Linked DNA regions of Mus musculus: regions 2, 3 and 4 are each linked to region 1. A link is a contact called in public HiChIP or PLAC-seq and promoter capture Hi-C data. All regions are on one chromosome and are shown on one strand. Each heading gives the region's core, a stretch centred on a gene start, on an enhancer-like site or on the middle of the called end of the contact. The rest is flanking DNA. Distances are from core to core; before and after follow the strand shown.

Region 1 (6,476 bases), core at 1,968-4,467:
TACATGTCTGTCACATGTGTGCCAGGAGATGAGAGTAAATGACTTATTTTTACCTGAGGAGTATTGACTTTCTCCAGCTGATTGTTGGATCAATATGTCAATGGCGTCTTGAAATGTTTGCCCCAAACTGTCTTGATCAATACAACAAGTCTGTGGAAACAAATGGCAAATGCAGGCGTTCTGAGATGATTGTTAGGAGTTTCAACTTCAGCACCATGGACATCGTAGACTGGCTAAGTTGCCATTGCAGGATGCCCTGCTTTTCCCTACAATGCTCGCCAGTTTCGTGGGCTCTCCCAAGAAGAAGCTATAGCTATAGTCGTGACAATCAAAAGTGGCTCAGGGGTTGTCAAATGTGAGAGCCATTTTCCTAGTTTGGTTTTTTAAGTATTGATCTTTTAGTCTATAGAAATCATATTAATTTTATATAGTATGAACTTTTATATGGCATAATTAACAATTATGGGTTCAATCCCCCCAGCACTGCATAAACAGGAGCCTGATAGCTTGTGTCTTGTAAGCCAAGTGGAGGCAGAATGATCTGTGTTCGGTCAAGTTCGGTCCTGGTAACAGGGCAAGTACAGGGTCAACATGTGATACATTTACCCTGTCTCAAAAAGAAAAGTCATTAGTTTCAAAAATTAAGAATTTTTTTAAAAAAATGCCGACTGACCATTATTCATGAATTGAAGAGTCTTGGGTTGCGGAAATGTCAGCGAGTAAGCGCGTGCACACTGGCTTGCAGCAGGCTCTGAGTTCAATACACGTTCTGGGGAAGGCAGGAGAGAAAGACCAATTAAATAAAACAGTTCCAGATAGGCTAACATTTATTATTTGCCTTTTGCTTTGTTTTTGTTTTTATTTTTGTTTTTGTTTTGCGAGACAAGGTCTCAGCCTGTAACCTAGAATGACCTCCAATTCTCCTGCCTCAGCCTCTTGGGTGCTGGGATTACTGATATGGCCTTAAAAGAAAAGTAGTTTTTAATTTGATTCTAAATGAACACCTGGCCCAGGAAATGTTTTGGTTTAGTTTGGTTTTTGGGTTTTTTTTTTTTGTTTTTGTTTTTGTTTTTGTTTTTTTGAAAATGTTATGAATGCAAGATGCCACAATCTGAATATTTCACTTTTCTATCACTGTGTGTGTGTGTGTGTGTGTGTGTGTGTGTGTGTGTGTGTGTGTGTGAGAGAGAGAGAGAGAGAGGGAGAGAGAGAGAGAGAGAGAGAGCAGGCATGCACATGAAGCTGCTCTTGCATGCTTATGTATAGAGAGCAGAAGTTGATGCCCAGTGTCTTCCTCCGCCACTCTCTTCCTTACATAAGGAAGCAGGATCTCTCATGTGCCCCAGAGCTTGCTGATTGGGTCTAGTTAACCAGCTGGTGCCGCCTGTCTCATGTCTCGAGGTTACAGGAGGCTACCACACCCTGACAAACTATACTCGTTTGGTCTCTGGTACTAGGATAAAACACCCTGACCAAAGCAACTTGAGAGACAAGGCTTTATTTCATCTAACCTTCCTTTGACATCATCCAGGGTTGTCAGGACATACACCACAGAGGATGTACTTGTTCAGCTTGCTCGCTTTCTTACCTAACTCAGGACCACCTGCCGAGGGGGGTAGCATCACCTGCAGTGGTCAAAGCCCCTCTCACATAAAATCATTAATTAATAAAAAGATCTACAGGCTGACCCATAAGCCAGCTTAATTGAGACATTTCCTCAATTAAGTTTCTTCTTCCCAGATGACTTTGTACTCAGGCAGCAAAAACCTAACTAGTGGGAGTTCTGGAAATTTAAACTCTGGTCTTCAAGTTCACAGCAGAAGCACATTTGCCTGCAGAGCCATTGACTCGGCTCCTCTAACTTCTTAAATGTGAAGACAGCTGATGTTAATCACTGTCGCTGCGTAATTGATGACACAGAAATAACTGGAACATATTTAAGAATTCCAACGACTTATTTTATACACGGGGCATGGTGGTGTAGAGTTCCAGTAAACACTGGGTTTCTGTGAGTTAGAGGCTGTGTGTGACTTTTTCTTTTTTTCTCAAGGAAGAAAGATTCACGCTATTATTATCCCTTCTTGAGATTTGTATTTTCTCTAAGACACCGGTTGTCAGAGATGACCTTAAGTTCTCCATCCTCATGTGACTTGCTGAATGGTGTAACAAAGAAAAGCCACATAAGAAAGTGTGGGACTTTAACACAGATTACTTCATCATTAAACATAGGCTCAAGTTCTTACCCTGTAATCCTAGCTGATACTCTTTAGTATTACTTAATATTCAACATTTAATACTGATTAATACAGTGAGATGACAATACATCATCTTTGCACTAGATCACTTAAAAGAAAACATAAGAAGCCAGGCGTTGGTGGCGCACACCTTTAATCCCAGCACTTGGAAGGCAGAGGCAGGCGGATTTCTGAGTTCGAGGCCAGCCTGATCTACAGAGTGAGTTCCAGGACAGCCAGGGCTATAGAGAGAAACCCTGTCTCGAAAAAAAAAAAAAAAAAAGAAAGAAAAAAAGAAAAGAAAATGTATAAATTATAGTTTAGGCTATGTTCTTTTTTTGGGGGTGGGGTGGGGGGTGATCTCTTTACTCTTTTCACACAATGACAGTGTAGCCTGGTCTAAGATCACACACTCATTCTGTAGTCCAAACTGGTCTTAAACTTGCCAATCTTCTTGTATCAGCCTCCCAAATGCTGAGATTGTCGTCGTGCGCTAGCCCACCCATCAAATGAATACTATCAGTGTTAGGTATTTTTTAAAAAGCCATTCATGACTTTTAAACTATGACCTCACCCTGTAGTGCTGAAGGTTATTGTATTTTGAACTCACTCTTTAACAGCGCCTAGAGTATGAGAATAGAAGCAAACTCTTTTTACTAGCTCCCGAAAACAAGGTTTCTATGAACTGTAAATAAAGGAGCTTAATCAGTTTAATTAGAGTTTGTGTTATAAAGACCCACAGCCTCTACAGCCTCAAGCCTGCCTTTCCATTCCAAGCAGTATTTCAACTGATGATTCAGCTTTAGCTTATCAATGGCTTACTATTTCTCGCAGCGGAACAGACAGTAAAACAATAGCCCAAGAAACATTCATCCCAAGGAGAAAATGGAACACTTAATACAAAGGTTCAGGGAAGACATAAACTGAACACTTACCAGGAAAACCAAGTGGCGATATCTGTACTGAAATGTCAAGGACGCTATCAACAACACCCTGGCAGAGTCGCATTAAATAGCTATTTTTTAAGGAAGTGCTGCAAAGGGGATTTTTTTTAAAAGGCACAGTGCCTGCATAATTCTACTTCTTGATGTGACCAAGTAAGACACCAGGGGCTATTATTTTGAAAGGACATGTAATAGTTAGCATTCTCTGGGGCATTAGAATCAAACTCAAGGCTCAGCACCCAGTCCCCACAACATTCTCCCCCCCCCCCCAACACTCCACTCACTCCTCTGAGCTGCTAACTCCATCCAGAAACCTCTGACCTTAGCCACCCCTCTTTTCTCACTTATATCATCTCTCCCAGTTTTGGACTTCACACTCTAGACTATGGACTTCTTCTCAACAGCCTGCCTACGAGCCCTTTAGATCAGGCTCCCCACAATAAACCAGCACTTGATTGTAACCCTTCCTTTGAGACTTAGAGCCCCAGCCCCCACATGACAGCATTTGGTGTGACCAACCTAAAGCTTAGTTCTCACAGTTGACTCAAGAGGGAGTTTAAAGGAGACCTGAGACAAAGTCAAGACTCTTACGTTCAAACCTGATGAGCTACGTTCAGCTCCCAAACTTACAGAGTGGAAGAGAGAACTGACTCCTTCAAAAGACTAATTGTAGTATCACACTCAGTATCAGGCTTACGTACTACTCAGGAGAGGCGGGAGGACCACTGTACGTTTAAGAACAGCCTGGGCTACATCACATCACAAGAAGGAAAGGGCTACAACTCAAGAAAAGAAAGGAAAAGAAAAGGGGAGATGACTCAGAAGTTAAGAACACTGGCTGCAGACTGGAGAGATGGCCCAGCCGTTAAGAGCACTGACTGCTCTACCGAAGGTCCTGAGTTCAAGTCCCAGCAAACTACAAGGTGGCTCACAACCATCCATAATGAGATCTGACATCCTTTTCTGGTGACAGCTACAGTGCATTTACATATAATAAATAAATCTTTGGGCTGGAGCAAGCAGGGCTGGAGCTCAATTCCCATCAACCATATGATGGCTCACAACCATCAGCTACAGTGAGCTCTTCAGCTATAGTGTGCTCATCAGCTACACAGTGTGCCATCATCCACAGTGTGCCATCATCCGCAGTGTGCCATCATCCACAGTGTGCCATCATCTAGTGTGCCATCATTCACAGTGTGCCATCATCCAGTGTGCCATCATCCACAGTGTGCCATCATCCACAGTGTGCCATCATCCACAGTGTGCCATCATCCGCAGTGTGCCATCATCCACAGTGTGCCATCATCCACAGTGTGCCATCATCCACAGTGTGCCATCATCTAGTGTGCCATCATTCACAGTGTGCCATCATCCAGTGTGCCATCATCCACAGTGTGCCATCATCCACAGTGTGCCATCATCCACTGTGCCATCATCCACAGTGTGCCATCATCCACTGTGCCATCATCCACAGTGTGCCATCATCCACTGTGCCATCATCCACTGTGCCATCATCCACAGTGTGCCATCACCCACAGTGTGCCATCATCCAGTGTGCCATCAGTCACAGTGCGCCATCATCCACAGTGTGCCATCATCCAGTATGCCATCAGTCACAGTGTGACATCAGCCACAGTGTGCCCATCACAACCATCTGCCATCTGTACAGCTACATGGCGATGCCCAGCCCACCCTGCATCTCCTGGTCTAAACACACAAAGTGTGTGTCTGTGTGTGTGATAGAGAGAGAGATGGGGGGAGGATAAGAGAAGCAAGAAAAGGAGAAGGAGAAAGACCTAGAAATCTAGACTATTCTCTTTCCTTGGCATTGAGATTGCTTTACACAGAAGGGCACCTAAATGATCCACTCTCTGGATAGCTGATGTTTCTCAGATACTGCAGGCATGGATGAAGAGCAGCAAAGCTTACTTAGCTCTAAGGTTAGGTACACACCCTTCCCATGCATCCAGTTCACTTACCTGTCCAACACTGTGTCCGCCAGTGCAAGATGGGGACAAACTCCTCTGGCATCCTCTGGTTTGACTGACACAGACTTGACTTGGACCTACTTTTAAGCACTTTCCCATTTGGCCGGGGGACATCCAAACAAGCAAGTAAACAAAAGAATCAGTAAATCTTGTGGGTGGGAAGGTCAAGAAGGGCGTGTGCTCACCTTTGAGATGGAACAAGTTTCCTGCCTGAGACTGTCTGTCATGCAAATACAGTGAACAGCTCCTCTTATCAAATGTAGACTTTAAAGTAACAAAGTAGAACCCGAATCTCTCACGTTGGTTTATTTTTATTGGATCCCAAGCCCCACCAAGTCTTCCCCCATGTTGGAGACATACAGTTTTTTGTTTTTTGGTTTGTTTTTTTGTTTTTGTTTTTTTGTTTTGTTTTGTTTTGTTTTTCGAGAAAGGGTTTCTCTGTGTAGCCTTGGCCTGTACTTTCTCTTCTCATTATTGCCTCTTCTGATTCCTCCCAACCTTGGCCACCATCAGATGGTGGACATTTGAAACCCTCATGTAAAAGGGTTTTTTTCTTTTTGGTTTTGTTTTTTTTGTTGTTGTTGTTGATTGTTTTGGTTTTTTCGAGGTGGGGTTTCTCTGTGTAATCCTGGCTGTCCTGGAACTCACTCTATAGACCAGGCTGGCCTCGAACTCAGAAATCTGCCTGCCTCTGCCTCCCAAGTGCTGGGATTAAAGGTGTGCACAACCACTGCCCACCTAGTTGTGAGCCACCATGTGGTTGTTGGGAATTGAACTCAGGACCTCTGGAAGAACAGTCGGTGCTCTTAACCACTGGGCCAGCTCTCCAGCCCCATCTAAAAATTTTAATACAGATTTGAGACTAGGACAGTGGACTTCCCTGTAGGAACATCTCTTCTGAAGCACAGACTCCATGGCTGGAGAAATAGAAGACACAAATTGTAGCCAGAAAATCTACTTGAGAAGACAAAGACATGACCAGTGATCCCTGCAGTAAAAACAACTGATGGGAACACAGTTTCCTCTCTTGCTCCTCTGGCCTTCTCATTTCCTTTTGTTTTGTTTAAACTGTATCCACTTGTGAGATGGCTTAGCCAGTAGAACGCTTGCCTCCAAGCCTGATGACCTGAGTTCAACACTCTAGGACCTCTGCTCAGCTCCCTTGCTTCTGTCCTTCATGGTCCCTGGTGACTCCTCCCATCCGGCAGCATTTTAAATTAATGTAAGAGCACTAGGGCTTCAACAGAGTGTGGTGATACACTCAGAGTGATTCCCAGCACTCTGGAGGCTGACACAGAGAATTGCTT
Region 2 (6,476 bases), core at 2,031-4,530, 220 kb before region 1:
ACTTTACTACTGTTTATAAAATGTGTCGGACGCTCCAGTGTATCTAGAAAGATTCTGCCAACAAGTACTGAGCACTGTGAAATTCACACATACATAGGCAGGGAGGAGAGAGGACAGCAAAGGAGTAAATGCGCATATAATGTTGGAATATTAAAAAAAAAAAAGTCTGTTCTGGCCGGGTGTGGTGGCACATGCCTTTAATCCTAGTACTCGGAAGGCAGAGGCAGGCAGATTTCTGAGTTCGAGGCCAGCCTGATCTACAAAGTGAGTTCCAAGACAGCCAGGGCTATACAAAGAAACTCTGTGTCGACACCCCCCCTCAAAATCTACTCTACATGACCCATCTAGCTCCAGACCTTTTCTGCTCAGCCCTCTAACGGCACAAACACATGTCTTTACAGGTGTCACTCCTGAGGTTATAGAGGCAGGCTAAACAACTCTATTTCTAAGTCAATCCCATAAGACATGCCTCCAGCTTTTTAAAAGGTGCCTGGGTGTCGTTGGTCCTCCGAGCCAGCAGCAACAGGAACCACACAGACACCAAGTCGGACCCCACCTCATCCAATCAGAATTCACACATGCTCCAGGCAGGAGCTCAGATCATTCACAGATAGGTTGACAGGGCCCTATCATGAGGAACAGTCTTGCCCGGCAGGCAGCCCACGCATGCAGCCTCACTGCGCATGCTCGGCAAGGCAGTAAACAAGTGGGTTTCACCTGGCCTCCAGCCGCATGGCTTCCCACACCTGGGCATATACACGTGTGATTTCCTGCTTCTCCTTTACCCTATGTGGGCAGTCCCTACAGCTAGATGCCTAGATTTAGCCAGAGGTTAGGTTGCAGTGGTTCTCAACCTTCCTAACCCTGCAACCCATTAATACAGTTCTTCGGCATGTTGTGGTGACCCACAACCATAAAAATATTTTGTTGCTACTTCATAAGTGTAACCTGAGGAATGACACCCAAAAACTGACCACTGATTTTCCGATCAGACATGCACACACATGCCAGAATACCTATGCACACAAATGCAGGCATGTACACACACACACACATACACACACACATGCATAAGACTAGTGAGCCTCCGTTCTCTCTAATTCAGTCTAGTTCTATAGGTCAGTGTCACCCTTCCCACAGCAAAGAAAACAAACAAGTTTGGTTTTTTGTTTTTGTTTGTTGTTGTTGTTGTTGTTGTTGAATGGACCTAGGAAACCCTATTGAAAATCATGTAGGAAATGAAGAGTCAAGCATCCCAGGATGTGTATTAGCGAGGAACAAGGTGTGAGAATTGCTGTACCACGAATTGAAAGTTCCCTAAAGTTGGAGCGATGAAAATTGTGGTTTGCACGAGGGACATAGGGAAATCTGCCAGCTGAACAACAGGAAGAGTAAACGCAGAAATTTTGGGAAACATACTTTGATTTGATCTTACGAACTGTCAAATTATCACACTACACCCCGTAAATGTAGAGTCTAAAAGGGCCAAGGAAAAGGCACCCTGACCCTAATTTAACTCCAAGCCTGAGACCAGGACCAAAGAATAAACAAAAACAAACAAAAAGACAAAACAACAACAAAACCCCACCAATTCCCTGAGCATGAAATCCTACGAATCTCTGAGCTTCAAGAGCGGGTCACAAAATCCCACCAATCCCAGAGTTTGCCTCAAGATTAGGCCAGATAATGCTCCAATCCCGGGGCACACTGAAAAGAATGCCCTCCTCCCTCCTTGCTCCGCCTCCCCACCCCGACCCCCCTACCCCAAGAAGTTTTATATAACCCTGACTTCTGCCCAGTTCCCTGCTTTTTCTCACCATAACAGAAGCAGCCGCCTTCCTGGATTTTTCCCTCCCAGTAAATCTCTTGTGTGAGGTCTGTTGTGTAGTGTGACTTTGTGGTTTTTCTTGAATCTCCACTGCCAGGATACCTTTCCCAGCAGAGCTGTAACACCTACTGGGGCAACCTCCCCTGCCTAAACAGAGTAAGGAAACTTCTGCCTGCATGAGCAGAGCTGTTTCATTTGCATTGGCAAAAGCCTTTTCCCTGAGAGCTGTATATGTACAGTTGTTCTAGCAAAATTTTTCTTGACATAAAGCTAACAGGGACATGATATATGTATGACACAGTCATTAAAGGGAGGGAACACGGTTTTAAAAAAATGTTTTATTTATCCTTCTCTCATATGTTACTCTTCCTCCCTCCTCTCCTCCCAATCCTCCCCCTCCCCCATTCACTCCTCCTCCGTTTCTGAGCACACACTTTTTTTTTTCTCCCCGTGACAGGGTTTCTCTGTGTAACCTTGGCTGTCCTGGAACTCACTTTGTAGACCAGGCTGGCTTTGAACTCCCGGGATTAAAAGTGTGTGCCAACCAAGGCCCGGCCCTGAGCACACACTTCTTAATAAATTATGAGACATCAGTTTCTATAGAAAAGGTAATATTTTTTCTTAAAATTTTAAATATTAAAATATTTTTAAATATTTTAATTAAAATATTTTTAAAAATATATTTAAAAACTTAATGACTCATGGAACTTGTAGAGGAATGATTTTTTAGCACTCAAGGTAATGATGATTTTTTATATGAAAATGAACACAGAAAAAACTCAGAAATCAAAAGCTAGCATAAAAAACCTTATAAACTCTGTTCTAGTGACTGCTGTACCATAAATCCTGTTTGCATGTTAGTCCTGGCTATCTATAATAACAGCGGTTCTTATAGCAATAATGAATAAAAAGTGAGTTGCAGAATATTATATTAAATGTTGAATTTTTTCGTTATTGCAATGCTCAGGCATAAAGAAAACTATGATGTATTGCTATATTAAAGACTATATGTGTTATCGAAACTCAGAAAATGTAAATCGGCTATGGTTTACTCCTATAATCCCAGCATTTAGGAAGCTATGGCAAGATTACCATGGGGCTTGAAGTCGGCCTGGGTTAGAGTTGAGACTCCGTATCAGAAAACAACAAAGAATCAAACAAAGACATCAGGAAACGGGAAGATGGATAATTTATAGTTTCCATATAGGTGTGAATGAGGATCCATGAGCAAAGATGGCCAGGTCAGGTGGGATGGGAGAGTCGGGTGTGCTGTGGATAAGACTTCCTAAAGCGAAGGAAGGAACAGCGGGAAAGTGCTGCTTCTCAGGGTAGAGGTGAGGTGTCCATCATGGAAGTGCCCCGCCCATCGTGTCCCTGCCGTTGGCTCCCACGTGAGAACGGGCATGGAGCACGTGCTAGGAGGCGGGGCTATACGTAAGCGTGTGTGTACCCATGGCGTTCAGCCAATCAGCAGAGAGCTTGGTCGGGGCCGGACTGTATTTACTCCTGCCCAAGGGCCAGGTTTCCTCAGATGCTTCGAGGGTGTGGGGACAGCGACAGCTCACCGGAGCCGCTGAGGTAAGGAGATGGGGGAGTGAAAGCCGGGTCGGCTTGGCCTTCGTGGGCCTGGGCCTCGGGAAGAGGAGGAGTCCCGGCCAGGGGGGAAGGCGCCACAACCAAGGCAGGCCAGTCGCCAACCATGGCCGGTGGGGGACAGGCGGGGACTGAGGGGAGCGGAGGTCAGGCCGAGGGAGTTGGGCATCCAGGCAGGAAGTTGGGGTCGGGCCTAGGGTTTAGGGAGTTGGGGTTCGGGCCTAGGCAGTCGAGGGTCCGGCACAGGACGTTGGGGGTCCGGCGCAGGAAGTTGGGGTTTGGGCTGAAGGAACTGGGGTCAGGCTGACGGAGTTGGTCGTGGCTGAGGGAGTTGGAGTCGTGGGCTCGGGCAATTAGGAGGCAGGGCCGAGGGAACTAGGAGTCAAGGGCTAAAGCAGTCGGGAAGCAGGGCTGGGGAGTTAGGGGTCAGGGCTGAGGGAAGTAGGGGTCCGGACCTAGGGAAGAAGGGTCAGGCTGAGGGAATTAAAGGTCACGGCCAACGGAGGTCAATGGGGAAGTAGGGGTCAGGGGTCAAGGGGACCTGGAGGCCGAAGCTTGGGAAGGAAGAGATGGCAGCCTAGGGGATTAGGAGGCGGGCCTAGGAAATCGGGGTTTGGGAGCTGCGGGAATTAAGGAATTAGGGGTCAGGAGCTAAGGAAGTCAGAAGGCGGCCCCTGGGGAGCTAGGGGTCATGGCTAAGGGCTCAGGGTCAGGGACGAGGGAATTAGCGGTTGGGACCTAAGGGATTAGGAAGCTGCGGTAGGGAATTAGGGGTCCAGGCCTAGGAGCCAGGGGCTAAGGAAAGTTAGAGGCAAGACTTTAGGAACTGGGGTCCGCGCCAAGGGAAATGGAGGCTGGCAGCTGGGAGTTAAGGGCCGGGCCTATCGAATTAGGGGCGGGACCTAGGGGACTGGGGGTGTGGCCTGGCAAACTAGGGGGTGTGGTCTACGGGGTGGGGGGTGGCCTAGGGAAATGGGGGTAGGATCTGGCAAATTAGGGTTGTGGCCTAGGGAAATGGGGGTGGGCCTGAGAGAATTTAGAGATGGGGTTTAGGGAATTAGGGCCTTTGTCCAAGGGGATTAGGAGGAGGTGGCATAGGTCAACTAGGAGGTAAGGAATCAGGGAATTTGGGGTTAGGATGAAGAAACTTAAAAATAGGAAGTATAGCAATTTAGGGGTCAGACTGAGAAAATTAAGTGTTTGGATATGGGACTCTCTCTGGTTTAGGATCTACAGCCTGGTCTACAAAGTGAGTTCCAGGATAGCCAGGGCTATACAGAGAAATCCTGTCTCGAAAAACCAAAAGAGAGAGAGACAGAGAGAGAGAGAGAGAATGAGAGTGAATATTAGGGATTATGAGTAAGGAGATTAAGGATCAGGTTTGAGAACATTAAAATTGAGTTGGGAATGACAGACTTAATGTTTGGGGATGAGGGAATTAAGGGTTGGGGCTGTGGCAATTAGGGGTAGTGGGTGAGGGAATTAATCTAGGGGTAATTTGGGATGGGGACTTTATAGGGTTGATGGAATAAAGTTCTTGGGGCCTGAGGAAATGATGGCCTTTAGAGGTTAGGAGACAGGTACTAGAAACTGAAGGGCTAGACGTTTGGGTGGTGGCATAAGGAATAGAGATAATGATGTGCTATAAGGGTGAATGATTGGGGCAAGGGAGACTGCACATCTCTGAAATGAGGGCCTGGGAGGAATGAAGGACTAGAGAGGGCTAGTGGGTTGGGGGACTGAGTGGTGAGAGAATAGGGGCTGAAAGAATGAGGCATTGTGGGGATAGGACTGGAAACATGAGAGCATACGGGTTGGGGAGCTGGTGGATTTGAGGGGCTAGGAGCTAAGGCACTTATGACTGAGGGTACTGAGAGATGTGGGGGGCAGGACCTATGGGTGTCCAGTGTGCCTTTTCTGCAAGACCCTTTTCATTTAATACTATGGAAATTTTTATAGGTGCATAACTTTCCTAAGGTCTAGTTTTTTGTTTTGAAGGTCAGGCTTGGTCTATGTAATCCTGTATCAACCTCTTAAGTACTGGAATGCTTGGTGTGTGCCACTTGTGCTTTGTTTTGTTTTTTCTTTTTCCCTTAAGACAGTCTTGGGGCTATAGCCCAGTTGCCCACTCTTTATATAACCATTGTGTGTTTTATGCATTTATGCAGTGCTGAGGATGAAACCCAAGGCCTCCTATATAGGTATTATATAACTGAGCTATACCTTCAGTCCTGTACAGCTATATGTTGTAGATTTCTACTGCTACAGCCAAGTTTTGGACTGCTTGTGATTTATCCTGAGGGTAACCATGATTTTACTTTTCTAAGATGAACAATTAAAATATATAGGTATATAGGGCCAAAATTCAGATCTAGTGGCTAGGTGGAAAGATACTTGGGAGTCAGTGTCAAAGCTATCACTATGTTTTTTTCTTCCTTATAAAATGATAAACTGTTAATTTTTAGTACAATGGAAAAATACTAGGTAGCAACATGGCCCAGTGAGTAAAGGTGCCTGTTCTCAAGCCTGACCTGAGTCTGATCCCAAGGACCCAGTTGGTGGAAGAGAGCTAACTTAAGTTGCCTCTGCCCTCCACATAGGTTCCCTCATTTCTCTCCGCCCCCACCAAAAAAAAAAAAAAAAAAAAAAAAAAAAAAGTTAGGCGATGTCTTTGAATTCAAACAGTTTGAGAGATCTGAAGATTTTTTGCTGTCTTTTTGTTTTTTAAACAAGCAAACATCTAAAGATGGTGCCTGGTGGAAGAAAGCATTCTGGGAAATCTGGGAAGCCACCTTTGGTTGATCAGCCTAAAAAAGCCTTTGACTTTGAGAAAGATGATAAAGATCTGTCTGGTTCAGAAGAAGATGTTGCTGATGGTAAATATCTACTGTTGGGTATTAACAATGTTCTAGAGTCCATTTATTTTGAACTTGCTACACTTAAAACTGAATTAAGGCCGGGCGTGGTGGCGCATGCCTTTAATCCCAGCACTCAGGAGACAGAGGCAGGCAGATTTCTGAGTTCGAGGCCAGCCTGGTCTACAAAGTGAGTTCCA
Region 3 (6,476 bases), core at 2,704-5,203, 200 kb before region 1:
CCATTAAAAAAATAGAATTTTTCTTCCTGTTAAATAGAAATGTGACATGACTGTGTACAATGGGCTACCCTTTCCCACAAAACCAAACCTGATCTGCTGCAATACTAACAGGAACTTTTCTGAGACTGCTTTACTAACTGAATCCACCAAATCAGTTCAGTTCGTTTATAGGATTATAATCAAATAGTTAATTTCCCAAGCCTTTATCTGACTTAAACATGTGAAAGCATAGTTCACTGGAACTTAGTAGTTTCTAAAGGGCAGCATCACAGAAAAGGCAGACACCATGGTCTGCACTATACATGTGATGAAAACCACATGTGTGCATGCAAAAAGACTGTAGTTAAGACCCAGGATTAAACTTCTAGCGATATATTTACCTGTTGGTCAACTGTTGTTCAAGACAACTTCCAAAGGCAGCAAAGGATTTAAAAACAGTAATAGTGAATTGCTGGATGCTATAGGCTATTATACTTTGAAAGCAGACTTTGAGAAATGATGCCCAATTTTATAGAAACTAGAGAGGATAACACTAAATGTAGAAAACCAAAAGTACCACAGCATGAGATTTTTCCCCCATTTGTTACTGCTGAAAACCCTAAATGAAACAAGTTTAAGATTCAATTGCAAACTGAAGACAAGTGCACCTGACTTAATGACTAGAACTGCAACTGCCTCTTGGTTCGCATTCAGCAGCCAGTGAAGTCAGGTCAGTGGTAGAATATCCTGGATTCTAGTGTTCATATGGGAAGGAGTGGGAATGCCTTGGGGAACGTAGGGCTGCTTGACGGTATGCAAAAAGCCTGTCTGTGACCTTACGGGTATGAAGAGTAACTGAGAATCTGAAATAGGTAAGTGCCACAGGGAAGTTTTTCATTATTTTAAAGTAAGGCTTGATTTTTAAAAACTATGTCTAAGTGTTTGATGCATATGCATTGAGGCAGAGGATATTTAGGGATAAATTTCAAATATATCTTATGAATTCTATTAAAATATTTGTAATTTCAGCACATTTTTTTCTCTTTTGTATCAGAAAAATAGGGAGATTTTCTTCTACGCAATAAAACATTCATTACAGAAGTAAATGTCATATAAAGATAGCACACAGAATATTAATATTATCAAAGGAAAGAAAAAGCTTACAAAAGAGAGTGAATGTTAAATATAACTACAAGGATGTTTAAAGACAGGCAATGATCTAGTACCTTCCTGTGCACATAAAAAGCATTTACATGTAAATTTAAATATTTAGATTTACCGTATAGTCCCACATTGTTGCTCCTCCAAATGTTGACAACATGAAGACGATCACTAAAGCTACCTGGATCTCAGTGACATCCACCCTACAGGGGAAGAACAAAGCCAGCAGTGTCTGTAAACGTGAGTGTGAGCTGTCACATACTGTGTGACACAGATGCAGATCAACCTCACAGACCTTTATGCCTTTCTACCCCTCACTGAATTCTGTATCAGCTGACTGTGCAGGGGGGAAAAGAACATTTGTTCTCATACAGGTGAAGATCAGTGTAGGCAGAGAAAAATTACTGTATAACATGTACAGACTGCAAGAAGTTACTCAAACTACAGAAACAAGACTTTTTTGAGGTTTTTTGTTAATTCACTTATATTCCAATCACAGCCCCTTTCTTCCTCTTTCCAGTCCCACCCTTACAAGCCCCTCCCCCATTGTCCCCTCCCATTCTCTTTAGAGGGGACACCAAGGTACCTTAGTGTACCACCCAGACACTTATTTTCTACTTGATACATATGTGTAGTTTAAATTTCTCAAAAGAATTATGTGCTATTTTTTTAAAATATCACAAAACAGTCATAAAAATACGTAAGTAATTATATGCCTTAAGGCAAATTGTTTATTGTTGTTGTCTTTTTTTTTTTTGGTTTTTCGAGACAGGATTTCTCTGTGTAGCCCTGGCTATCCTGGAACTCACTCTGTACACCAGGTTGGCCTCGAACTCAGAAATCCGCCTGCCTCTGCCTCCCGTGTGCTGGGATTAAAGGCGTGCGCCACCACGCCCGGCTGTTGTCATTATTATTGGTATGTATGGTATGTGAGTGCAGGTGATGTGGAGGTCACAGGTCACCTTGGTTGTTAGGCTTCACTGTGTGTCTCGTTTGAGAATAGTGTCTTTGTCATTTGCTGTGCACATTTCTATGAACTCTCCTGTCTCCACCTTCCTTCTTGTCATGGAAGCACTGTGATTATAGATATCTGCTGCTACACCTGGCTTTATGTGGGACCTGGGGATTTGAACTCAGGCCCCGTGACTGTGCAACAAGCACTTTACCCACTGAGCCACTCCCCCAGCCTCAAGTCAAATATTTATTCTTTCTTTTCTTCTGCTTCTTCCTCTTCTTGGTGATCAGTGTTCACTTTTTTTTTTTTGTTTTGTTTTTTTTGTTTTTTTTTTGGTTTTTTGAGACAGGGTTTCTCTGTGTAGCCCTGGCTGTCCTGGAACTCACTTTGTAGACCAGGCTGGCCTCAAACTCAGAAATCCGCCTGCCTCTGCCTCCCAAGTGCTGGGATTAAAGGCCTGCGCCATCATGGCCGGCAGTGTTCACTTTTTAATTAAACTTTTTTTTTTTTTTTTTTTTAAAGATTTATTTATTTATTATATGTAAATACACTGTAGCTGTCTTCAGACACACCAGAAGAGGGAGTCAGATCTTGTTACGGATGGTTGTGAGCCACCATGTGGTTGCTGGGATTTGAACTCTGGACCTTCGGAAGAACAGTCGGGTGCTCTTACCCACTGAGCCATCTCACCAGCCCTTAATTAAACTTTTAATACACTTATTTAGTGATTGTATGATTGTGTGTACGTGTGTATATGCTTGTGTATGTGTGCCATGGAGACCAGAAAACAACCTGAGCAGGTTGTTTCTGTCTACCATGTATGTCATAGGAGTCAAACCCAGGTCATCAGGTGTGGCAGCAAACACCTTCACCCACTGAGCCATCTTTACTGTCATATGTATGTATGTATGTATGTATGTATGTATGTATGTATGTATGTATGTATGTATGTATGCATGCATATATCTTCCTACCTGTATGGGTGTTTTGCCTTCATGTATGTAATATGCACTATATGTTTGTCTGGTACCCACAAAGGCCAGAAGAGGGTGTCACAGCCCTTGGAACTAGAATTGCAAATGGTCGTGAACTGGGTGCTAGAAACCAAACCTAAGTCCTTTGGAAGAGCAGCCAGTGCTCTTAACTGCTGAATCATCTCTCCAGACTTGCCTAAGGCAATTTCTTGAACATTTAAGTTAATTTCATGAATGAGGTAGAATTTATCAGCTTTCCTTATTAAGTTACCAACGCCATAACTCTTTGGTTCCTACAGATATTTTGTTGCTTCATGTGTAGACATGTTTAAATTTCTCTCAAAGGCAGTAATCAAGCAACATGAGTCCCCTAGCTTATGCTCCTCAGAAATTGTAAAACTCTTCTGTTCTGGTCTAGAAGTTGGTGCACTGAAAAATCCATCTACACCAACAATCTTTTCCTCTCTTCATAAGTGCCATTAAATTTACTATAGTCTAGCCGTTGGCCCCATTATTCAACTGAAATTGTTTAAACAAATGGTTTCTTTTTCAGTGCTAGGGACTGAATCCAGGTTCTTACACATGATAGGCAAGTGTTCTACCACTGAGCAACATTCTCAAATGACTTTCTATTATGCAATGGTTCAATATCAGTGATTATCTTGCATAACCTGCTTATAATGTTTGAGAGTCACTCTCCTTTGTGAACTACTTTGCTAGATTCTGATTCTATGTCTTACTGTGACTCTTTATCTTGCTAGGTGTCTGTTTGAGGTTGGTTCTCATGCTTTCATTCATTTGAGAATCTGCAGGCCCAAATGCTAAAGGTCCTTGTCCTGTGCTGGTTTTTGATCGATCAGTAAAGATGTCAATGGCCAATGGCTGGGCAAAGGGAGAAGGGTGGGGAGGGGTGAAGAGAGATAAAGTTGCATGGGCTAGGACACAGGGGGAGGAGAAGGTGAAATTACCATGAAACAGTGGGATATGAATGGACATAGGAGCTGTAGGAGATAAAGCCAACTAGTCACGTGAGATTTCAGATAAGTGGCCACTGGATACTTCCCCAATTGGGCCTAGGGTAGCCAGCAGAGGATTAGAAGTGCCCAACCATTGAGCTAAATGTCATATTAAAACTAAGCTAATGTGTGTGTTTGCAGATCCAAAGATTCCCTGCGCAGTGGCTGGAAGCAGGACCCACAGAAAGCATAAAGCGGAGTAGCAAAGATCCCACACTACAGGTATCTTCCCAGGCTTCCTTCTAGAACTTGGATCCTCAACTCTGGGTTGTAACCCACATAACTGAGTATGGGGGCTGCCGAAAGAATCAGCAATAGTATAAAGTTTCTGAAAACATTACAACAAATAGTTCACAGTCGACTCGTGAGGACTCTAGAGTATCTGCTGTGCTCACCCAGGCTTCCTCCCGTGACTCCCCGAAAGCCTTTGTTCTGAACACAAAACATGCACACACGGCACCAGTAGACACGCCACGTGGTGCTAACCAACACTGCCTGAGATGCCTTGGTTCAGAGCTAAGACTGTTGGACATTATAAATTGCATTGCTTTTATTACTCATACAAAGTTTTCTGCTTGTAGAGAAACATGTAGTTTAATTATGAAAAACAGACAACAGTTTGCTCTAATCATTCCTTAGTATGTAAGTAACAAATCAATAACTTGTATTAGAATGTATGACTTTAAATATTTCTTTTTGCGTTTGAGATGCTGACTTGAGTTTCTCAATAGGGCATTAGATGAAGCTTGATTTAGGACTATGAAAGAATTTTCTGTTGTCTTAGTCAATGTTCTATTCTTGTAAAGAGACACCGTGCTTCAGCAACTCTTATAAAAAAAAACATTCCATTGGAGCTGATTTAAAGTTCCGAGGTTTAGTCCATGATCATTATGGCAGGAGGCATGGTGGCATGCAGCAGGCATGGTGCTGGAGAGGGAGCTGAGAGTTCTCCATCTGGATTAGCAGACAACAGCAAGAGAAAGAGAGACACTGGGCCTGGCTTGAGCTTTTGAAACCCCAAAGTTCAGCCCCAATGACACACTTCTTCCCAAAAAACCCACACCTACTCCAACAAGGCCACAGCTCTCGAGTTCATCAAGCAGTGGCACTCCCAAATGACCAACCAAAGAACAAATATAAGAATATATAAGAACAAATGGGATATTCTTACTCAAACCACCACACAAGTCATTTGTATAATAGCCCTAAGCATACTTCTGACGATTTGTATTATATATTTATGTGAAATCAGCACTGGTAATTATAAAAGCAAACAAATGATTGGCTCTGAAAATGTTGAAGATGCTCTATGTCCTTCAATATCAAATAATCAAGATTTATTCTTTAGGTAAAAATAAATAAGCACATCTAACTCATTAGAATGCAAATCTGCTTTTGTCTTTATTGCTTTACTTTATGTATGGGTGTTTTGCCAGCGTGTGCCTGTGTGCCACCTGCATGCCTGGTACCCATAGAAGGAGAAAGGTGTTAGATCCCTGAAATTGGAGTTACAGAGAGCTATGAAGAGCCATGGAACCCAGGTCGGAGATTACCTGTCTAATCCCATTGCTTAGTTTTTAATAAAACATGCATATTTGTGTATTTGTTTTAAAATAAGATTAATTATGATATCGGTAAATGTTTTTATCAATTTTATAAGCTCATATACCATATTACATATAGTCATTTCTCAAAAATAGCTAAAGCAGTACCATGCTCCTAAAATACTGGCTCCAGAATTTCATCTGCAGCTTCAAATCCTCTCAACAATTTTGTCTTTCCTTAAGATAAAATCTGTCTTCTTACATACTAAGTCCATATCTCCAATCTACATATTTTCCCCTGTATTTCAAATTTTTCTGTCTACCTACTTTTGCATCTTTGCTTTGATACCTGTCTTTAGATATGAGAGGAATAATAATTTCTTAGCAAATATAGTAAAGGTAGGGAATTAGGTTTTTTAAAAGATATGGAAGAAAACTTCTTTTTTTTTAATTTTTCATTTTTTAAAAAGATTTATTTATTTATTATATGTAAGTACACTGTAGCTGTCTTCAGACACTCCAGAAGAGGGCGTCAGATCTTGTTACAGATGGTTGTGATCCACCATGTGGTTGCTGGGATTTGAACTCTGGACCTTCAGAAGAGCAGTCGGGTGCTCTTACCCACTGAGCCATCTCACCAGCCCGGAAGAAAACTTCTTGACTGAGTTATTTTGGGCACAGTTAAAGGAATAAAGTGAACTTACTCTTAACACACAAATAAAACTGTGAATAATGACATCAAGTATTTGCAACATCAATGGCAAGCAAACACAAATTTCCAGCCTATCTGAGAAATGGTCAAAGTAAACACACATATGATATGTATGATACTTTACAGAAGAGAAAG
Region 4 (6,476 bases), core at 1,024-3,523, 140 kb before region 1:
GCATTTAACTAAATCAGTACAATTCTGCATTCTAACTACTTATCTTTATGACCACAAATGAGTTCTCACAATGCAGCAAAGAAAACCTCTCTTTGCAACTACCACAACTGTTCAAAATGCAAAAGATCATGGGATGCCCAGCACCAGTTGATACATCTACAACACAAGCCTAAACCCCAAGACTCTGGGAACATTGCAGAAGAGGGGATGGAAAGATTATAAGAGCTGAAGGAGCAGGGCATCTGCTGTTACATTGTGCTCCTAGAAAACAAGGAAGCCTCACCCATGATACCTTAATAATATGCAGCCTAAACAAGACCCAAACAAGAACAGCAGTAAATGTGCTAACACAAAAGGGGGAAATCTCATGGGACTTCATCCATACACAAAGAACTACACAGGCAACTAAGAGACTCTGAGAGTGGGAGAAATATTCTTCCCCAGGGATGAGACCCCAAGTGGTTATCCAACACCAAGTTGTCAGTCCTGAAACCACACAGGTTGTATTTCTACATATGTAGGTGTATGTGTGTGTCCATGAATTTGAGAGGGAGTTATAGGGTGTGGGAGATTCTGGATGGAGGAAAAGAGGTAAAATATTGTAATTATATCTTTATTGCAAAAAAAAAAGTGCTTAAAGATTTTGAAGGGCACCCAAAGGGATGATGACTTTGTAGAGGTATAACCAATAGTCCCAAACACCCCTAACTGTTTAGTTTCTCCAGTGAGTTCTCTAGATGAGAAAACAGAGGAGAAAAATAAGAGGAAGGAAGGTAACACAAAGAAAAACAACAAAGGTAGTAAAAGAGAGATGCTGGTTGGTAAAATAAAGCTATGTGTGGTTTCCTCCTGTCGGAGTCTAAGAGGCTTGTTCTCCTGGAGAACTTACCCACAACCTTAATCTTGATGCTTGCATGTGCTTCTCCAGCCTCATTTTTCAGATTTATGTTGTACACACCAGAGTCGTCTCTCTCTGCCACGTCAATGACCAGTGTGCTGCTGTCAGGGTAGGATTCTGCCCTGATCCGACCACTGCCTTCCATAATAGCCTGAAAAGGAAGAAGCAAACACGATGTGATGGATTGACAAGAGCCACTCTAGAGTATCTGAGGACCTCAGCCAGGCGGGCCCAAGTGTCTGACCTGTACATTGTCAGGTCAATCTACTCCATTTACCCAGGAGGGAACCCAGACTTCATGTGCTCAAGCCCACATTGCTGAGAGGCAGAGAGCCGGGGCTGGATTCAAAAGTCTGTTAACTAGAAGCTTTCCCAAAGAAAGCCAAGGACAGAAAAATACAAGGGAGGTGTCCTTTTGGGATGCCAACTAATATCAGAGACTCATGGATTTCATTTGCATGGATATCTTGAGAAAACGGGAACACGTTGAAAAGGTTGGGAGTGGGGGCACTCATCTTTAACCCCAGCACTCTGGCGGCAGATCTCTGTGATCTGCAAGTTCAAGGCCAGCCAGAGCTACATAGTGAGATCTTATCTCCAAAAAACAAGCAAGGCAAAACGCAAAAACCAAAAAAACATGGCAGCGGGTGAGCAGTGTTGGAAGATGGTGCCAGGATAATCTTCCACTCTGTTTAATATTAAGTTTCCATTTTTAAAAGATGTATTTACTTTCACTTTATGGGTGTGTTGTTCTGCGTGCATATGTCTGTGCACCATGGATATCCAGTATTCCTGAGGGTCAGAAGACAGCCTCAGATCTCCCAGAGCTGGAGTCATAGATGGTTGTTAGCAGCTATGTCGATGTTGGGAACGGACTCCCTGGGTCCTTTGCAAGAGCAACAAGTGCTCTGAACCACTGAGCCAACTCTCAGCCTTAAGTTTCCACTTTGGATAAGGATGTGGAAAGATGACTGATCCCAAGTGGCAGGGAAAAGCTGAGCTGGCAGCTGTACTCTTTGATTTTCTGCTGTGTTAAATTCTTAAACCGCTGAGCTACATCCCCCAACCTCTGATCTCCTAAGCCAGGTGCTCACTGCATAGCCCTGACTGGTCTGGAACTTGCTGTGTAGACCAGACCAGCCTTGAATTCCCAGAGATCCTCATGCCTCTGCCTCTAGAGTACTGGGAATAAAGGCACATGTCACCATACTGGCCCCCACACCCCAGGGCTCCATCTGAGCAGCTTCCACTCCAGTGCATGATCTCCTGCCTCCCTGGGCTTCTTGTATGAAAAAGCCCTAAACGGTCTTTAGGTTATGTCTGGGTGTTTACCCCCTGTATGTTACCTGGATTGAAATATCTCCCTCCCTCCTCTTTCCTCTGCTAGGAACCAGACCCGGGGCTTCATGCATGTCAGGCAAAGGCTCTACCCCCTACTAGCCCCCCCTGTCACTACCATTGGAATATTCTCCCAAGGCAGTAAGCAAGGCAGTGTAGGATATCCTTACTTATTGTTATATTCTGAGCCATCGCTTTTTATAACTTGACCTGGTTCAGATGTCCAGAAATTAACTGTTCACACGGTTTTGTTAATTTGGGGATTACTCTCTGTGTGAGAATTTAAGTTGGGTTCCTGTGGTTCCATTTCTCTGCAAGTAAAAGTCTTAAATTCTGCCTTTAGTCTCCCCTGCAACCCCGCCCCCAGGAAGCCAGGGATTGTTTAAACTGAGACACTTTACCCCCTTCCCCCCCAAGTCCCCATCTTTTGTTTTCTCCTGGTCTCCACCCAGCAGCAGTGGCTTTCTAGGCCTCCCACACACTAATTAAGCTCATTCCCTGTCCTTGACCTTGGTGCTTGCAAGGCCTACACCAGGAGATCACTTCCCTTCGGAATTCAGGGAGGGGAGTCTCTTACTGTCAATCATGGAGGCTTAGGTGGGTGAGGGTGACACTCTGCCCAGTTACTATCACAATATGCTCTTGGGTTTTTCATTTTGCTTAGTGTGTGTGTGTGTGTGTGTGTGTGTGTGTGTGTGTGTTAAAGACAGGGTCTTTTTAGGTAGCCTTTACTGTCCTTTGATAGTGAATACTCCTATCTTAGTCAGTGTAATTGTTATGGAACGGGACACCATACCCAGCTTAGCATGTCCTGTTATTTCCACTGCACTCTTTACTATGCAAAGTGATTTCCTTCTCTATTTTACTTCTTTTCTTCCTTCCTGCTCCATGGCATCCATGGAATATAAGGTGGGACTGTGTTCATAAGTCACAGAATCAGGCTTAGCTAAATAAGTAGGTGGCTAGAAATATAAAAACAAATGATTAATGGATTCATGCAAAAATCAGTTTTTATTCTCTTTTCAGAGGAATTATATCCATAATGAACTTTTTTTTGGACTATTTTTTTTGTTTTCTCTCTCTCTCTCTCTCTCTCTCTCTCTCTCTCTCTCTCTCTCTCTCTCTCTCTCTCTCTCTCTCTCTCTCTCTCTCTCTCTCTCTCTCTGTATGTTGTGTTTAGACAGGGTCTCACTCTTTGACTGTAGCTTTGAATGTCCCAGAACTCATTATGTAGGCCAGGCTAGCTTCCAAATCATAGAAGCCTGCCTGTGTTTGTTTCCAGTGTCGGGATTAAAGACACGAACTACGACACCTGGCTGTAGCATACACTTGATTTGTGCCTCTTCTCTGCACCTGAATCACAGGGTCAGGTCATGTGCATGCACATGCTTGCACATGTGTGGCGTTTGTGTGTGAGCATTGTGCTCAGAGCATGTGAGTGTAACAAACCTTATCTGCTCGGCTCCAGATGGCTTTGGGAGGTGGTTCCCCTGTGACAGGAATCTCCAGGCGAAGCTTGCTTCCAGCTATCACTGTCACTGTGTTATCAGCATCCAGGCCATCCAGGATGATCTTGGGAGGGTCTGGAATAGTCAGCAGGGCTTTTGTTATCACATAGACATTTCCATGTGGTATTTTGGCTAGTGACTGACTACTGATAAGTACTGGTAACAATCAGTTTTTAACCTGGGTAAAACATGATATATATATTTACATATATATGTATGATACACACATACACACATATGAGTCATGAGTCATCATGGCAGTTGGTGCTTGGTACCCTAGAAAACTGCTTCTTGTCATGTTTACAAATCAACCACTTATAATGAATAACAGCACTTGATGTATCTTTTAAGTCATATTGTTTTCATACATTAGAGTCCAAGATAAGCAAACAAGTGGTCAGCTATACAATAATTCCTTCGATCTACTCACCGATGACATGAACTTTGGCAGACAAAGGAACATTGTAGGCATCTGGTGTAAATACATATTCACCTTCATCTTCAATGAGAGCATTGGCTATGACTAACTTGTGGATTCTAAGGAAAGAAGAAAGCACAGGTCTAACACTTTGCAAGGGTATAGAGTATACATGACCCAAACTGAAGAGACATCTGTCCTTTATCCTTCACTTACTTCATATAGGAGAGGGAGGAAGAGAGGGACAGGGTATGGGGAAGGTGTTACTATATTCATTGACCCAAGTCAGATGTGGTTTCGATTATATGAAGTATCTCTACAAATACAACCTGCTTATTATGCATGCAAGCGTCCATTATTCTTTCTCATAACTTCAAAAAGAACAAAATATAGCATCTTAATAATGCTACATTTAAATATAAAAGAAACCACAAAGGAAATAACTGGCTTTGGCTACATATGCCAAAGAGTAATAGTTCTTAGGTTTATGGGCCATGGATCAGTGAGGATTGGATGCAACCTATGGATGCTCTCATTGTAAAAAGTCTGAAAAGTGTGCAGTTTAACCCTGGGAGGTGGTCTCGCAGGCCTGTAATCTCAGCACTGGGGAGGCAGAGACAGGCAGATCTCTGTGAGTTCAAGGTCAGCCTGGTCTACAGAGTGAATTTTAGGATAGTCAGAACTGTTACACAGAGAAACCCTGTCTAGAAAAAAAAGTTTTGTTTTTTTTTTTAAATGTACAATTTGGGCATAGGGGTGCAGCTTAGTGTGAGCACATTAACTTAGCACATGTGAGAGTCAATCCCCAGTACCGCACACATATACTGACATAGACACACATATGAAGGACATAAAGATATTATGAATGTGTGTTTTTATATACATATAAAACTTCAAAGGATTTCAAGTCCCAGAAATCCATAAGTCAAAGCTCAATTTCTTGCCTTAATTCTTTGCTAGATTCTAGGCAATTATGTTTTCCCATAATAAAACAAAAATAGAAGAAAGGACATGTGATAGTTGTTTTTATTAAGGGATGAAAATAATTATGGTTTCAAGGTTTTATTTTATTTTTTAAAGATTTACTTTATTTTTATTCTATGTGTATGGGTGTTTTGCTTGCTTATGTATGTGTACTGTGTGCATGCAGTGCCTGTAGAGGCCAGAAGAGGGCAGGCATCAGATCCGTTGAAACTCGAATTAAGACAGTTGTGAGCCACCATGTGTGTGCTGGCAATTGAGTGCTGATCCTCTGAAAAAGCAATCTGTGCTCTTAACTACTGAACCATTTCTCCAGTCCCATGAAATAAGGATCTTTTGTTTGTTTGTTTGTTTGTTTGTTTTTGCTTTGTTTTGTTTTGTTTTGTTGCTTTTTCGAGACAGGGTTTTTCTTTAGCCCTGGCTGTCCTGGAACTCACTTTGTAGACCAGGCTGGCCTCAAACTCAGAAATTCGCCTGCGTCTGCCTCCCAAGTGCTGGGATTAAAGGCGTGCGCCACCATGCCTGGCGAAATAAGGATCTTAATTTACAATTATTTGCATTCTGGAATCAGGCAACACGTGCTATAAAATAGAAAGAGTGTCCCGATAAACTATGCAGAGAAGTTTGGTATTCTAAAGAGCAGGAGAAACAGCAACAGACAACAAAGTATGTTCTTCCCAAGTTACTTTCCTTTTACAGGTTAAAGCCTCACATCAACTCAATGTGTCCTATTCAAGGGTTTGGCATTATTCCTCATTACCTCAATTTCTGCAACGTTAGATAAACAACTTGGTTTGGGCAAAGTAGAGCGGAACTTTAGCATGGGTTTGCTGGGTCCCATCAGTCCAAACCTATGGTCTCTCAATATCTTATTGAACATTCCGGCCAGCTGGTAATCTGCCAGGTCTTCCACTAGAATGCACATAGTTACTTCTGTAACCACAGCTTTAGATGGTGCGGTTGATAGGTGTTGGCTGATACGCCATGGTTTGAGGTATAGATACAAGATGTGGAACAGGATGTGATTTACAGCAAAGCATCCACCAGTTCTTACTTGACGAGAACTAGGCCATCTCCCTGCTCTCCAAAGAGTCCGTGGATGCATCATTCAGGACATAGGAAAAGTGCCTGTGGATAATTCCTGCGGAGGGTCCACTGGCTTGCTTACCTTCCCTTGTGAACAACCTTCAGACGCTCACCCTCCTGAACAGGGAGGCCATTTTTTGTCCATTTTCCTGGTACATTTTCAGAGATTTCACACTTCAAGCATACTTCTTTCCCAAGTTTTACTGTCTGGTCCGTCAGAGGCGTCGTGATCTTTAGAGGTCTCACT

What was found. Promoter capture Hi-C pulls out the DNA fragments that hold promoters and counts their contacts. HiChIP or PLAC-seq counts read pairs in DNA pulled down with a chosen protein or histone mark.
Region 2: a promoter capture Hi-C map of hematopoietic stem and progenitor cells shows a contact between it and region 1. The contact joins the promoter of Sycp3 here to the promoter of Spic in region 1. A contact is called at or near these places in 16 of 39 promoter capture datasets (the 3T3-L1 cell line, 3T3-L1-derived adipocytes, the C10 cell line and 12 more), 2 of 484 Hi-C or Micro-C datasets (bone marrow-derived macrophages and forebrain), 1 of 115 datasets of contacts at active chromatin or transcription factors (embryonic stem cells) and 5 of 9 other capture datasets (adipose tissue, embryonic stem cells, liver and 2 more).
Region 3: a contact with region 1 is called in a promoter capture Hi-C map of liver, with 2.6 times the contacts expected there. The contact joins the enhancer-like site here to the promoter of Spic in region 1. A contact is called at or near these places in 10 of 39 promoter capture datasets (the 3T3-L1 cell line, HPC-7-derived erythroid cells, cranial neural crest and 6 more), 2 of 484 Hi-C or Micro-C datasets (bone marrow-derived macrophages and brown adipocytes), 1 of 115 datasets of contacts at active chromatin or transcription factors (embryonic stem cells) and 4 of 9 other capture datasets (adipose tissue, embryonic stem cells, macrophages and 1 more).
Region 4: a contact with region 1 is called in an H3K27ac HiChIP or PLAC-seq map of embryonic stem cells, with 14 read pairs. The contact joins the enhancer-like site here to the promoter of Spic in region 1. A contact is called at or near these places in 20 of 39 promoter capture datasets (the 3T3-L1 cell line, 3T3-L1-derived adipocytes, the C10 cell line and 13 more), 5 of 15 datasets of contacts at CTCF or cohesin (CD8 T cells, embryonic stem cells, large pre-B cells and 2 more), 93 of 484 Hi-C or Micro-C datasets (the AtT-20 cell line, B cells, the BV-2 cell line and 35 more), 9 of 115 datasets of contacts at active chromatin or transcription factors (bone marrow-derived dendritic cells and embryonic stem cells) and 5 of 9 other capture datasets (adipose tissue, embryonic stem cells, liver and 2 more).

Annotation. Positions count from the first base shown.
Region 1 is chr10:88,679,806-88,686,281 of GRCm38.p6, forward strand. It overlaps Spic (Spi-C transcription factor (Spi-1/PU.1 related)), which reads right to left and starts at 3,218. Exons shown (of 6, transcript NM_011461.3): 1 at 3,170-3,218; 2 at 674-769; 3 at 54-150. The coding sequence starts at 676.
Region 2 is chr10:88,456,307-88,462,782 of GRCm38.p6, forward strand. It overlaps Sycp3 (synaptonemal complex protein 3), which reads left to right and starts at 3,281. Exons shown (of 9, transcript NM_011517.2): 1 at 3,281-3,406; 2 at 6,155-6,297. The coding sequence starts at 3,360.
Region 3 is chr10:88,480,973-88,487,448 of GRCm38.p6, forward strand. It overlaps Chpt1 (choline phosphotransferase 1), which reads right to left. Exons shown (of 8, transcript NM_144807.3): 4 at 1,259-1,343. Among named protein-coding and RNA genes, the nearest start is that of Chpt1, 20 kb to the right of the region's middle. Within about 2 kb of position 3,954, at least 5 of the 459 cell types and tissues checked have an H3K27ac peak or open chromatin away from gene starts, as enhancers often do. A contact at or near this core is called in liver, where this site is marked.
Region 4 is chr10:88,545,083-88,551,558 of GRCm38.p6, forward strand. It overlaps Mybpc1 (myosin binding protein C, slow-type), which reads right to left. Exons shown (of 29, transcript NM_175418.5): 14 at 6,312-6,474; 15 at 4,175-4,281; 16 at 3,686-3,819; 17 at 890-1,049. Among named protein-coding and RNA genes, the nearest start is that of Chpt1, 44 kb to the left of the region's middle. Within about 2 kb of position 2,274, at least 14 of the 459 cell types and tissues checked have an H3K27ac peak or open chromatin away from gene starts, as enhancers often do. A contact at or near this core is called in embryonic stem cells and primordial germ cells, where this site is marked.